Regions from separate parts of the Xenopus tropicalis genome. Here region 1 is linked to region 2. Evidence: chromatin contacts called from public Hi-C data. All regions are on one chromosome and are shown on one strand. The core of a region is the stretch at or near the end of the contact, and the rest is flanking DNA. Distances in the headings are between cores, read along the strand shown. Region 1 holds the start of ndufa10 (NADH:ubiquinone oxidoreductase subunit A10). Region 2 overlaps traf3ip1 (TRAF3 interacting protein 1).

The links. Hi-C and Micro-C count contacts between places; a contact is called where the count stands out from the background.
Region 1: a contact with region 2 is called in a Hi-C map of brain, with 3 times the contacts expected there. The contact joins the promoter of ndufa10 here to the enhancer-like site in region 2. A contact is called at or near these places in 2 of 5 Hi-C or Micro-C datasets (brain and neurula embryo).

What each region holds. Positions count from the first base shown.
Region 1 is chr9:60,908,354-60,914,942 of UCB_Xtro_10.0, reverse strand. ndufa10 (NADH:ubiquinone oxidoreductase subunit A10) reads left to right here and starts at 3,847. Exons shown (of 10, transcript NM_001083348.1): 1 at 3,847-3,920. The coding sequence starts at 3,858. LOC116407521 (a long non-coding RNA gene) reads right to left here and starts at 3,748. Exons shown (of 3, transcript XR_004220384.1): 1 at 3,498-3,748.
Region 2 is chr9:60,696,151-60,702,368 of UCB_Xtro_10.0, reverse strand. It overlaps traf3ip1 (TRAF3 interacting protein 1), which reads left to right. Exons shown (of 15, transcript NM_001171521.1): 5 at 109-555; 6 at 870-947; 7 at 1,965-2,046; 8 at 5,260-5,280. Among named protein-coding and RNA genes, the nearest start is that of traf3ip1, 11 kb to the left of the region's middle. Within about 2 kb of position 3,623, at least 1 of the 11 cell types and tissues checked has an H3K27ac peak or open chromatin away from gene starts, as enhancers often do.

The DNA of each region.
Region 1 (6,589 bases), core at 2,598-5,097, 210 kb before region 2:
CAGACATGCAATTGGACAAGTAAATAGCAACTCCCTGGAACCAGACAGAGTGATTTAAATCTATCTGAAAACTTCCTTTAGGTCATAGTTAGTTAAGGTGGCCATACACGGGCCGATTCTAGCTGCCAATATTGGTCCCTTAGACCAGGGGTAGGGAACCTTGGCTCTCCAGCTGTTATGGAACTACCAGTCCCACAATGCATTGCAGGAGTCTGACAGCCACAGTCATGGTTAATTAAGGAAAATGCTTGCTGGGATTTGTAGTTTTATCACAGCTGGAGAGCCAAGGTTCCCTACCCCTGCCTTAGACCGATCAGGCAGGTTTAAAAATTTAGTCGGACCGGGGACCGCATCGGCTCATTGATGCAGTCCCCGAAACGACTGCGCCTATACCCTTCCAAATTGATCGTTTGGCCCCAGATCAAAGACCGAATTAGCCAGATATCACCCACCCGTAGGTGTGGATATCGGGAGATGTTGACCAAGCGAGCAGATCTTAGCATGTATGGCCACCTTTAGTTAGTTACATTGGGTTGAAAAAATACCAGAGTCTATCAAGTTCAACTCTTCCCAGCACATACAAAACTATACTGACCTATCTATACACTCACATACATAAACTATATATACCAACACCAATACTAACTGTAGATATTAGTATCACAATAGCCTTGGATACTATGCTTGTTCAAGAACTCATCCAGGCCGCTCTTAAAGGCATTAACAGAATCTGCTATTACAACATCACTAGGAAGAGCATTCCAAAACTATACTCCCCTCTCCGTGAAAAAACACCTAAGCTGCTTCAAAAGAAAGTTTATGGGGGAAAAAAAGAACATCCCCTATCTGTCTATAATTATTATTTATATAGTGCCATCAATTTACGCAGCGCTTTACAGAATAGAGGGGTACAAAAGACATAACAGTAAATATGTACATATAAACAATTCCCAATAATGGTTTGCAGTTACATTGGATGAGGATCGGAGACACTAGGGGGAGGGCTCTGCTCGCAGAGACCGTTTAAAGGTTTGGAGAGTCTGGCAGTGCCTAATAGGACGGGGAAGAGCCTTCCAGAGGATGGGTGCAATGCGTGAGAAGTCCTGGATGCGAGAGTGAGAGGAGGTGATGAGTGAGGAGGAGAGAAGGAGGTCATGTGTAGAGCGAAGGTTACGTATGGGGGTGTACTTGGGGATTAGGGTGGTTAAATAGAGTAGTGCGGCACCCCTCTAATGTACTTGTACAGAGTAGCAAGTGCCTTTTTCTAAGTCCTCTGCCTCACTCTTAGTTTCATGGCAGGACATCATAAAAGTACCAAAGCAGCTAAGGAATCCATTTCTAGATAGATCCACTATGCTATGTTAGATGCTTACAAGGTAGAAGACATTTAGCAAACTTTTTGGGTTTCTGCAGCCTCCAGAGCCCAGGCGGTTTCATGGATGTACAAAAATGTGGTACCAACTGACTGATAAAAGTCACCTGGCCTGGTATATGGAGGGGTTAGGGGGTTATTTTGTTCTCGGGGTAAGCTCATGCAGGAGAGCACAGAAAAGCATATTTTGGACTTTAGTGGGCAAACTTCAGCATGATGATTACTGAGGTGAGACCCCTAACAGGATGGGCAGCCAAATATAGCAGCCGCCAATTCTGCTGCCCAGTTCTGACATTTGTGCTTAGGTATTCTGAAGCAGTGACACCTGTAGGAGTCTGGTGATGCTGACTGGGTGGCTGCCATGTGCAGGAGTTCTCTTGTACAAAAACAAGCTTCCGCAGTCCCGGATTCTTATTGAAAATCCTTCATTTTCCTTTGATCTCCTGTACTAAATGACAAAGAGACTAGAATACTTAACAGTCAACACCTGAACTTAGATACTATTGCAACTAATAAGATAAACAGGTTTTTGTCCCTCTTTACATTCTACAAATGTTGGGAGGTATGAAAATCCTCTTAATGATAACCAGGAGATATCAAATTAAATAAAAAAAGAATGCTACTGCAAACAAAATTGATCTGTATAAAGCTGGCCATACACGTGGCGATCTGACGATGTTTTGTGCGACCATCGGTCGCACGAAACATCGTCAGATCCGCCACACACCATCAGGGCTGAAACAGCAGATAAGGAGGTAGAAACAATAGGATTTCTACCTCCTTCTGCTGATTCAGCCCTGACGGCAGATTTTGGTCAGGCGCCTTCTATGGCACCCAATCAAAATTTTCTAACCTGGCCGATCGGCGAGTCGACCAATATCAGCAGCTTCCTGCGATATCGGTCGACTCGCCGACATGCCATACACGCACCGAATATCGTACGAAACGAGGTTTCATACGATAGTATCGGTGCGTGTATGGCCAGCTTAAGAAAGCACAGGTGGTAGGTGACCATAAATAAAGAGTCTGTGAGAATACAAGATAATCTCTGCAGGACAGGTTTTCATTAGCACTTTCTCATTAGGACACTAAGACATCTATATGATTTTAGCACATTATACAACTCCAACTCTGGATATGGAAGTGATGACTGATCTGGAAAGGAACAGCAGAGATGGCTAAAAGGTAAAGAAATAGAATAGATAATCGAGCTTGGTGTAAATGGCACAATGGCTTAACTCAGGGATCCCCAACCTTTTATACCCGTGAGCCACATTTGAATGGAAAAAGTGTTGGGGAGCAACACAAGAATGAAGAAGGTTCCAGGGGGTGCCAAGAAGAGCTATAATTGGCTACTTAATAGCCCCTATGTTGACTGGCAGCCTACAGAAGGTTCTGTTTGGCACTCACACTGGGTTTTTATGAACCAAAACTTGCCTCCTAACCAGAATTTTAAAAATAAGCTCCTGCTTTGAAGCCATTGGGAGCAACATCCAAGGGGTTGGTGAGCAACATGTTGCTCCTGAGCCACTGGTTGGGGATCACTGGCTTAACTGGTGGAAAGAGAACTGAATAGGGTGTTAAGATTAAACCCAATTGGGTTAATAGTTTATTTAAACTGGGGTGAGAAGGTAATACATAAGCAATCAATTGTTTCAAATGTAAACAATTCTATTGCTTATTTTATATATTTAGTATTAAAAATGTAGAAATGCAATGACCACAGCATTTATATTGCTTCCATTGGTAGCATTTACTTTATATACAATGCCAGGGCCTTTTTGAATCCCAGTCTGAACCTAGCCTCAAAAAATGAACTGTATCATAAAGTTGTTGAAAGCAATTTACTAAACCAGTGTATTAAATCAACTTTATAAGCAAACAACAACATTTTTTGTACCAGTGCAGTCAGCAGCCGCTACTCGTACTTCCCTCACATCTCCAGACTCCGCACTGACAGCTATTCCTGTGCGGTCATTGGTCACATGGCTGCCTGCGCTAGGTGACGTCAGATTGTGCGCAGGCAACACATACAAATCAGCTCATCAGCACCCTTACCGCAAAAAATAAAAATACTCCACGTATAAGCAGGCTCCATTAGCCCCCTAATATAAAAGGCACACACCTTACAGAGACCAGCGAGTGTTTAATAGATCTGAAGCCACCACTGAACAGGAAGTGACCCAGTATTCACACAAGAACTGAATAATCTCCTCCATTTAATCCTGTCAGCAAAAAAAAGAAAAATAATGCTACTCAGGGCAAGCCAAGACTGCAACACCGCACCTTCTCCAGGCTCTCCCCGAGCAGCCACTGAGGCCGCACTTCCGTGTGACTAATTTATGAAGCCACTTGAATAAGGCGCCGAACGTAACGTGTTGGAGACGTCCTCTTGACGTTACGTATTGGTGACATCACCTGCGGACTATCAGGAAGTGGCGCTAGCAGCGCCCCTAGCGGCGACCGTCACTGGAAGGACGGGGACATGTTTTCAAGTACAGCGTCCCGAGGCCTTAGGCTGACAGGGAAAATATGCTCCGGAAGCCGGGTAAGCAAGGCTGGCTGCGCCTGCTGGGAGCGGGAAGGATTTGCTTTTATGGCCGGTTTCTATCCATAGTTAGTGCAGGGCTGGTAATGCTATGTTAATGGTGTTACACCGTATCTGGGTTAGCATGCATGCACAATGGTAAGATGATATGTACGCACACTAATAATTGGCTGAATGGAACGTACGTGAAGAAATAAACCCAATCTGTGTAGGTTCAATAGTTCCAGCAGCTGTGTAATATTTCAAGGTCTCAGTGTTTCACAGACTCATTACAGCTAAAAGGAGATGTAAACTTACTTTTCTTTTTTTTTTTTTTTTTTCTTACAAAAGAACCTCTGCACTTGTCAGACTCCCTATCAGCATCACCAGACTCCCAAAGGTGTCACTGCTTCAGAATAGCCGCGACAGATACGTGTAGCACCATTACCCTCCCATTACCCTCCCATTAGCAGCCCTGCTCTCACTGGTAGCACTCATGGGCTGTGTCTTATAACTGTATGGGAAGGAGGATAAAGTAATGAGTGTGGGAGACTCTTAGCAATACCTGACCCCCCTCTTTTCTTACTGCCCATATTACCTGATATGCAGTTGGTTTTAATTGCTTTTATAAATCATGTGGTTTAATTGTAATTATTTGTAAATAAAAGTTATGTATTCATTTTATGTAGTAGCGGCCAGATAACACAAATTAATTCATAAGATACTTACAGCATGAACTTGTATGAACTCTAATAACTCAATTGCTACTGTGGCTATAATATAGGCAGTGCATTCTTGTTTATGCTTTTTGCCCTTGAGGGGCTCCTCACACAATTCTGGAGGTAATCTGGTGCAGGAAGAGCACAGAAAAGCATGTTTTAGACTTTTAGGGGTTATGTAACAAAGTTTGCCCAGAAAGAGTAACTAATAGCAACCAATCAGCATGTGGAATTTACTGGTCACCTGTTTATAAGCAAACTTTCTATTGGTTAGTGCCTTTTATTACATAGCCCCTTTAGTGTGCACGCCCCAGCATGGTGATCACTGCTGTGGAGCCCCTAGCAGGATGAGCAGCCAAATATAGCAGCTGCCAATCCCCTGCCCAGTTCTGCAGTTTGTGCTTAGGTATTCTGAAGCAGATAAATTGGTCAACTTTTCAATTGGTCTTCATTATTTATTTCTTATAGAATTTAAATGATTTGCTTTCTTCTTCTGACTTTTTCCAATTTTCAAATGGGGGGAGGTTCTGGATAATGAGTTTTTGCATAACAGATCTTATACCTGTATTGTGGCACCTCCAGCAGGAACAAAGAACATAAAGCAAGATTGTACAGATCCAGTAGAATTCATATTGAGGTGGTCTTTTGAATCTTACTAGGGCAGCTGGCCCAGGAGAAAGTTTTTTGGGTTTTTTTTTTTAACAGTGTTACTTTATACACATTATTTATTTTTGTGTTTATATAATTATGTCTGCCAGTGATCTTGTCCTGAATAGGGCGCATGTGCACTTGAGTGAAAATCTAGAATTTTGTGCATGTGGGCTGTTTGGGACAGTGAAGACTGGCAGGGCCATTGACCCTAGAACCGGTGACTAATCTCCCCGTCTGTCACAGCCCTAACACTAAACATCTATTAGTGTACTTGATTACTTGACTCATTTGTTGCTGATTGGGAAAATCAGGTATTTTGCCTCTAAACATCTCGTCAGAAATAAATTGAAAGAAATGTCTTCCAATTTATTGTTTATATGGCGTACAAATGACAGCCTAGCCCTAGAGAGAACCAATATGTTGGGCCTTTCCTAGCGACTAAAAAAATGCCCCAGCCTGGGGCTTACACTTTTCTCAGGAATCGCTTATGCTGCCCTAGACAGGTACATAAACTGTACAGTGTTTTATCAGATTTCACTCACCCAGCTTATTTTGGTTTAAGGGACAAACATAGAGGTGTGGTGCTCTGCAAGAAAAAAGCCTTGGGCTTGTATGTGTGGGGTTTTGTTTTTTTTTTTAAGATGAGTGCCAGACTGGGGTAGAGGGTCAGCAATTTTAGTCCATAAGAGGTGCTTAAATTGACACAAGTGGCATGTAATTTTGTTCTACTTAAAGGAGAAGGAAAGGATAGTAAAGAGTTAATCTCAAGCTGCAGGCATACCTTCAGTTGTCTCAATAGTGCTCTTAAGTTTCCCCATATTTCTCCTGTTCAGATAATCAGAAGCCAAACAGGAAGAAAAACCGCTGAGCTGTGTAAAGAAAGTTCCCATAATGCCTTGCTCCTACACCAAGAGCAAGACCGGTGTACATGCTCAGTTTGTAAGACTATGAGTCAGCTTCCTGCCGATTGGCTCAGATCCACATTCCTAAGGGGGGAAAGGATTTCTTAGCATTCTTGAGGGAGGGGGGAGCAGGAGAGAGCTGTGTGTCTCTGGCACAGGAAAACAGACACAACAAAACTTTTGACAGAGAACTCTGTGCTGTTAGTGCTTACGGCTGTATTTACATAGACCTTTCTGATAAAGCTTGCTTAGTTTTTACCTTTCTTTCTATTTTAAGTAGGGATGATTTATCAGATTGGCATGTATCTCTGTAACTCTGTCTGTATCCACAACACATCTTCCAAATACAGTTTGTAATTCCATTTTTTTCTGAACTGTGAAGATTCAGTGACCCACTGTATTAGTGGGTTCACCCCAG
Region 2 (6,218 bases), core at 2,374-4,873:
TATGCACAACTTCATGCATTCATGCAAGGGAAATGTGGCATTACCACCAGTAATTGAGGCTCTCTTGTAGTTTAACTGCTGTTAATGCTTTTTTCAAATTTGTTTTAGGACAAAAAGGAATCGGAAATTAGGGATGGTAGTGGCAGTAGGGAAAGGAGAGAGAAACATCATGTGAAAGAAGAGGAAAGGAAAAATGTGGAGAAGGAGAGAGGGCGGAAGAAAGAGAGCGAGAAAGATCGAGTGGGAGAGGAAGAGAGAAACGGCTTGAGAGAAGGAGAGAAAATTGATAAAGAAATTAACAAAGCAAGAGATTCCAAGTTGGAACCGGAGAGAGACAAAATCAAGGAGAAAGCTAGAGACCGAAAAAGCGATGGGAGCCGGGGAAAGGAGAAAGACAGAATCAGAGAAAAAGGAAGGGACAAAGACCATGAAAAAGAGCGCAGTAAAGAGAGGGAACCAGAAAGGGATAAAAGAAAAGAGCGAGCAAGAGAGGATGAAGCACAAAGAGAAAGAGAAGAAGAAAAGATCAGGCAGCAGGAAAGAACAGTGCGAAAGGTAAGTAGAAACTGCGGCATTGTGAACACTCGCTGCTTAACTTGCATTGTTATTCAGCCTCACCAAAAGTATTAGCAATTAACGATGCCACAACGGTTTCTTGTGTGCCAGGAGCACATGATGCATCACTATATGGGTCATTTACATAGTGCTGCTGATGTTATAACTTTTAAGTTTCTGTATAAGACATGTAGGTAAAACAGAGCTTCAATGTATATGTTTCAGTTTGTGTGCTTTATTTTTGGTTCATTATACTGTTTAATGTGACCACACACTGGCCAGCACTAGAAGTCTAACCTGTATTCTTTCACTAGTCTAAAGGACCAGATAATTCACCAAAGAGGGCATTAGAGGACCCTGTGAAAGAAAACAAATCTTCAGCAGATAAAGAGGTAACATCTGAATACCTGTGTTACTTTTGACATCTTTCTCTTGTAGTCTAGTGCAGTGTAGTGTGAATGAGTTTAGGTTACATAGTGAGACACCATGACAGGCTGCCTTAAAACTATGTCCATGTGTAAAAGGATAAACTGTTTTCCTTTGTGCATGCATAAAAATAAGTTTGGAATTAGTGACAAGAAGACTTTTCTTTTCCTCATCAACGGCCAGTGATATCCTTCTTTCCTAAATCCATTCTAGTTGCAAAGAAGTTCCTAATATTTATTGTTTCTCTCTTTTTTTAATCCCTTTCTTCTGTAAGACCTTTCATAGAGGGGTTAGCGTGGAAATAGTTAAGACACATGCCCAGATTTGATATGGCAGTGTGTCTAACCATTTGGGCATGTACACCGGGTCAGGTGACCTTTTCTACGAATCTGACACAATGTCTGTAAGGGGATGTTGGCAGATAAGGAAAGGGAGTCGCAGCTCCATTACTCCATCCTTACATCCACTCCATCCTGCAGTTCCTAATATTGAGCTGTTGGCCTGAACAAACAGAACAACAGAAAGGTGGCCACACACTTTTATGGCCACTTAAACAGTCTCTGTTCATTCAACTTTCAGGCTGATTGGTCAGATACACTAGTGGATTGCCCAGTTTATGGCTTAAGACCAGGTCAAAGTTTTGTCTCATATTACATGGAGAATGCTCCCCACTCCAGTGCACACTTGTAAATCTCCTATCTGCACCATATCTACTGTTCCCTTCTCCTCATTGTTTCCTTATATACTGTATAGGGACTTGGTGCAAAAGAAAAAAGTTTATTGAAAAAACTCCAACATTTCCAGTACAAACGGTACTCTTCTTCAGGGACAAAAAAAAAATATACATATATGCAATGTCCAGGGATGGGTTAGGGTCACTTTTGGATTTCATAAGTCTCTACCTAAAAAATTAAAATGTATTGGGACTCCGCAATAGTAATGGGCCTGTTGTTAATTACATGTTATTTGCTTCAAAATTTCAGAGACTCTTAAATGCTGTTAAGACAGAAAGACCTTCTGCTTCAAAATTACGGGAGAGACGCCCAGCAAAGATTGATGTGGAAGGTGAGAATATACAGGACATTTTGTCAACTATTATAAAAAAAAAATAACTTTAGTTCATTTTAATTCAGGCTGAATCATTGCTCTCACACAGTCACTTGAAACACGCTGCAAACAAATTTCTTGACGCCAGGAGAAGGATTATGTTCCACATGCTCATGCAATGTTTTTAAATTTAAATGCATTAGATATTACCGGTACACAGCAACACAGGAGGGTTGGTTTCAGGTTTTGTGTAAATGGAAACTGTTATAGGAAGGTGTGAAGGAGTATTTGGTTTATCTGCTTTTATAAGATGCACTTTGGTGACTTGGGGCTGCATTTTACAGTTTTGAGGTCTGTGAACATCTGGCACTATAGAAATGATCTGGACCATAATTTAAGCCTAATTTTTTTTACACACCCACCTGTGCAGAAAGTAAAAATAATAAAAAGGCTTATTTCCATCTGTAGGTTTATGTAGATCTGTGTTGTGCAACTTTTTTTTATAGTTTAGTGTGATGATTATCCACTATACTGCATGTTAGTGGGCCACTTTGTAATAAACTGACTTTGTCATGTAGTCAGAAAAAAACATGTTTTCTGCACTTATAAACTGTGTCTTGCCATCTAGCAGTCTGAAAAACAAGTCTGTAATTGGGGGATGACTGGAGAACACTACATGTGAAATGCATAATGCTGATTGATGTTATGTTTGATGGAGGAAGAATAATTGCCTGATGCTATTTTCCATGGTTAGGGCTAGGGTCTCTGGCTTCAGTTAGAGAAAACCATCATGGTACAACATACAATGATATTCTTGACAAATCTGTGCTTCCTACTTTGTGGCAACAGTTTTGGGGGAAGGCGTTTTCCTATTTAAGCACAATAATGCTCTATTTACTAAGCAAGATATACATAATTGGTTTGCTGACACAGGAGTGGAAGAACTTGACTCTCCAATACAAAGCTCTTGACCCTTAAACCTGCTGAATGCCTGTGGCATGAACTGAACTGTGAGCCAGGCCTCATTTCCCAGCAGTAGTTGTGCACGAATGCTTTTGTGACTAAATTGAAGCAAATACCAACAACAGTGTTTCAATACCTACCACCATATGTAATAAAAAAAAGCACTAAATTTATCCAGAAGCAGTAACTCATAGCAACCAATAAGATGTTCCCACTAGAGAACTTGTAATTTTATATGAATACCCAGCAGTTGATTTCTTTTGTGGGTGGGGGTTGGTGAATTCTTTTTTGTTTAAACATGACAACATTCTTTTTGGAATACATACAGCAAACTGTTTTGATAATACACAGTGACTTGCTTTTTCTAATGGGATACAATGTGAAATTTACTTGTGGGATTCAGTGGGTTAACTGAAACTTCCTGCTCTAAATCATCACTTGCCTTTTATTTACTTCTCTTGTTGACACTGAACATTCTGCTTCACCTGGAGACAAACACCTTAATATACACACACTGCTACAATGCTTAGTCAGCTTATGAAAATTTGAGAATTGAGGGTCGGGCATGTATTTCTGCCCCCCTCCCACCAGTGGGGGCCCAGTGCTACTGATGGGGAGGGCCTAAGCTGCAGGCATTTTACAGGTTCATTTTTAAATATCTGTTGCATTATTGTAAGATAACAAGAGCCTTGTCTATAAGTTGGGCCACAAAAGGGAACTGAATATGCTTTGGTGACCCAAATTCCTAGCATGGTGGCAAAGTATTGCTGGCTTTGTAAAGAACAAGTTGGCCTTGTAAAGGACAGATACTTAGAAATAATTGGGGTTGCCATCAGGGGGTATAGCAAGGAGTGCTGTAGGGGGGCTTTGAAAATTAATCACCCAAGGAAAGCACAGTCACCTAGCAATAGGTTTTTTGTTTTTCTGTAACCAAAGAAGGGTAAATGGGGAATTGAGAAAGAAGGAGGAAAATGGGATGGGAGGTCGGGAAGCAGTATCCCCCCATGTTTTAATGAGAATGGGTTATTTTTTTCATCTATTGTTACAAGCTGACAATCCTTTTGTTGGCCTCTGCTGGATTTAATAGTGCAGGTTTAAAAAAAATTGGAAAAAATAAAACAAAAACCTATGTCCGGGTTTAAGGGTGATTGTTGGTTTTGTGTATCCGCTCCCAGCCAGGAAAGGACAGCACAGCATTAAGCAGAGAAAACAAAGAGACTGCAAATGTAAGCTAGGGTAGGAGAGTGCAGTTACACAACATGGACAGCAGCTGCACTGAAATGGTAACAAATCAGGCAATGCTGAATTCTACTGGTATTATTATGTTTCAGGCTGAGGGTCAACCCTTCAAACTTATTACCACTTTTGGAGAGTTAATACTGGAAAAAATTGATGTGTAAATAAACAAATAACCAAAGTGGTAATAAAGGTGACCTGCTAAGGTGGTCTCCGTTTTATTCTGCCCAAACAGAGAGAGATAGCAAAGCTGCAAGCAGCCAGTTCATAATTACGATGTGACCTGTTTGGCATATTTGTATAGTTAGCTTTAATTAGTCCCCTGCCAAGCACACCCTTTGTGTAGTCAGTATACTAGCAAATAATATTTTGTATTGACACACACACAGTCTTTTCCCCATACCAGGGTTTTATAAAAAGCATCAGAATAATCAAGGTAAATGTATGTGTGTCTAAGTTTGACTTTTGTCTGTGATTTAATTTTTGGAAATGTATTTTTAAGCACTTTAAAGGAACAGTAACACTAAAAAATGAAAGAGCTTTAAAGTAATAAAAATATAATGCACTGTTGCCCTGCACTGGTAAAACTGGTGTGTTTGCTACAGTAACACTACTATAATTTATATAATAAGCTGCTGTGTAGCCACGGGGGCAGCCATTCAAGCTGGAAAAAAGGAGAAAAGGCACAGGTTACATAGCAGATAACAGATAAGTTCTGTAGAATACAATAGTCTTTTATCTGTTATCTGCTATGTGCCTGTGCCTTTTCTCCTTTGAATGGCTGTCTCCATGGCTACATAGCAGCTTATTTATATAAATTATAGTAGACTTTCTGAAGTAAACACACAACTTTTACCAGTGCAGGGCAGCAGCACATTATATTTTAGTTACTTTTATACACTTTCATTTTTTGGTGTTTGTTGTACTTATACATGTAGTCACTCTCTGCCTCTATGCTAGAGATTATATATTCTTGCTCAATCTTTTTACAGCGTGCTATACTAACTAGCCTTTATCCTTTTGTTTTTGTAGGAGAGTCAGACAGCGAAGACGGTAAGATCCTTGATGATTCTGAGAAGTTTAATATATTTATGTTAATCATGAGTTAAGGTGCCTGTTTATTTTTTTTTTTTAATATTTAAGGCAAAGGCACATGGGGTTGCTGTGTCTTTGCACCAATCACCTTGCACTAGCAGGCTGTTAACATGAAAAAAAAAATAACAATTAGCCATTCAAACTCACTACTGCAGCTTGTTAGAGGAGGTGCTGCAAGTTCCTTGGCGTTCCCACACTCCCACAAAATGTCACATATGAATAATGAACAGCAGCACAATCCTCCATTAAAAGTTAATCTTTATTTGCTCAGCTAAAAAAACAAACAAACAGAAAACGCACAAGGCCAAGGCCCTACTCGTATACTAATGCTTGTTGTTAAGGGTTAGCACCTGAAATGTGTAAGGCCTTGGCCTTGTATTTTATATTTTAGTTGAGCTTATAAAGATCCATTAGTCATATAAAGAACATTATAGTCAATGGGGATGGAACTGGAACTTTTGGTGTCACATGTTTTAGCATCACTTCTTTAAGTAGCCAGATTGCCTTGAAATAGCTATTGTGTGGCTTATTATTTCTAAATATGATCTCTCTTCAGTGCTGCCTGTGTCTTGGTCACAATAAATAAGAATGTCATTGTGCAGGTTGGAAAGCCCCAACTCCCACAATGACAGGATGCAGGAGTAAAGCAAGCCAGTTGTTAATACCTCCAGTATTTTCCCCCCCCTCCCAATTCATTATTCTTTGAGTTGCCCTTGGCTTGGCAACAGGTGTAATTACCAAAACCAGGGCAAAATAAACAATGATTATTTAGATCCCTTAGCTTACATATATTAATTTTAGTGCTAAATATCAAATTTGGTTTCTGTTTGGGCTGGTTGCCCCGTTTATGCACAGATTTGGCCTTTTAGCCAAAAACAACCAAAAGCTGTAGCGCT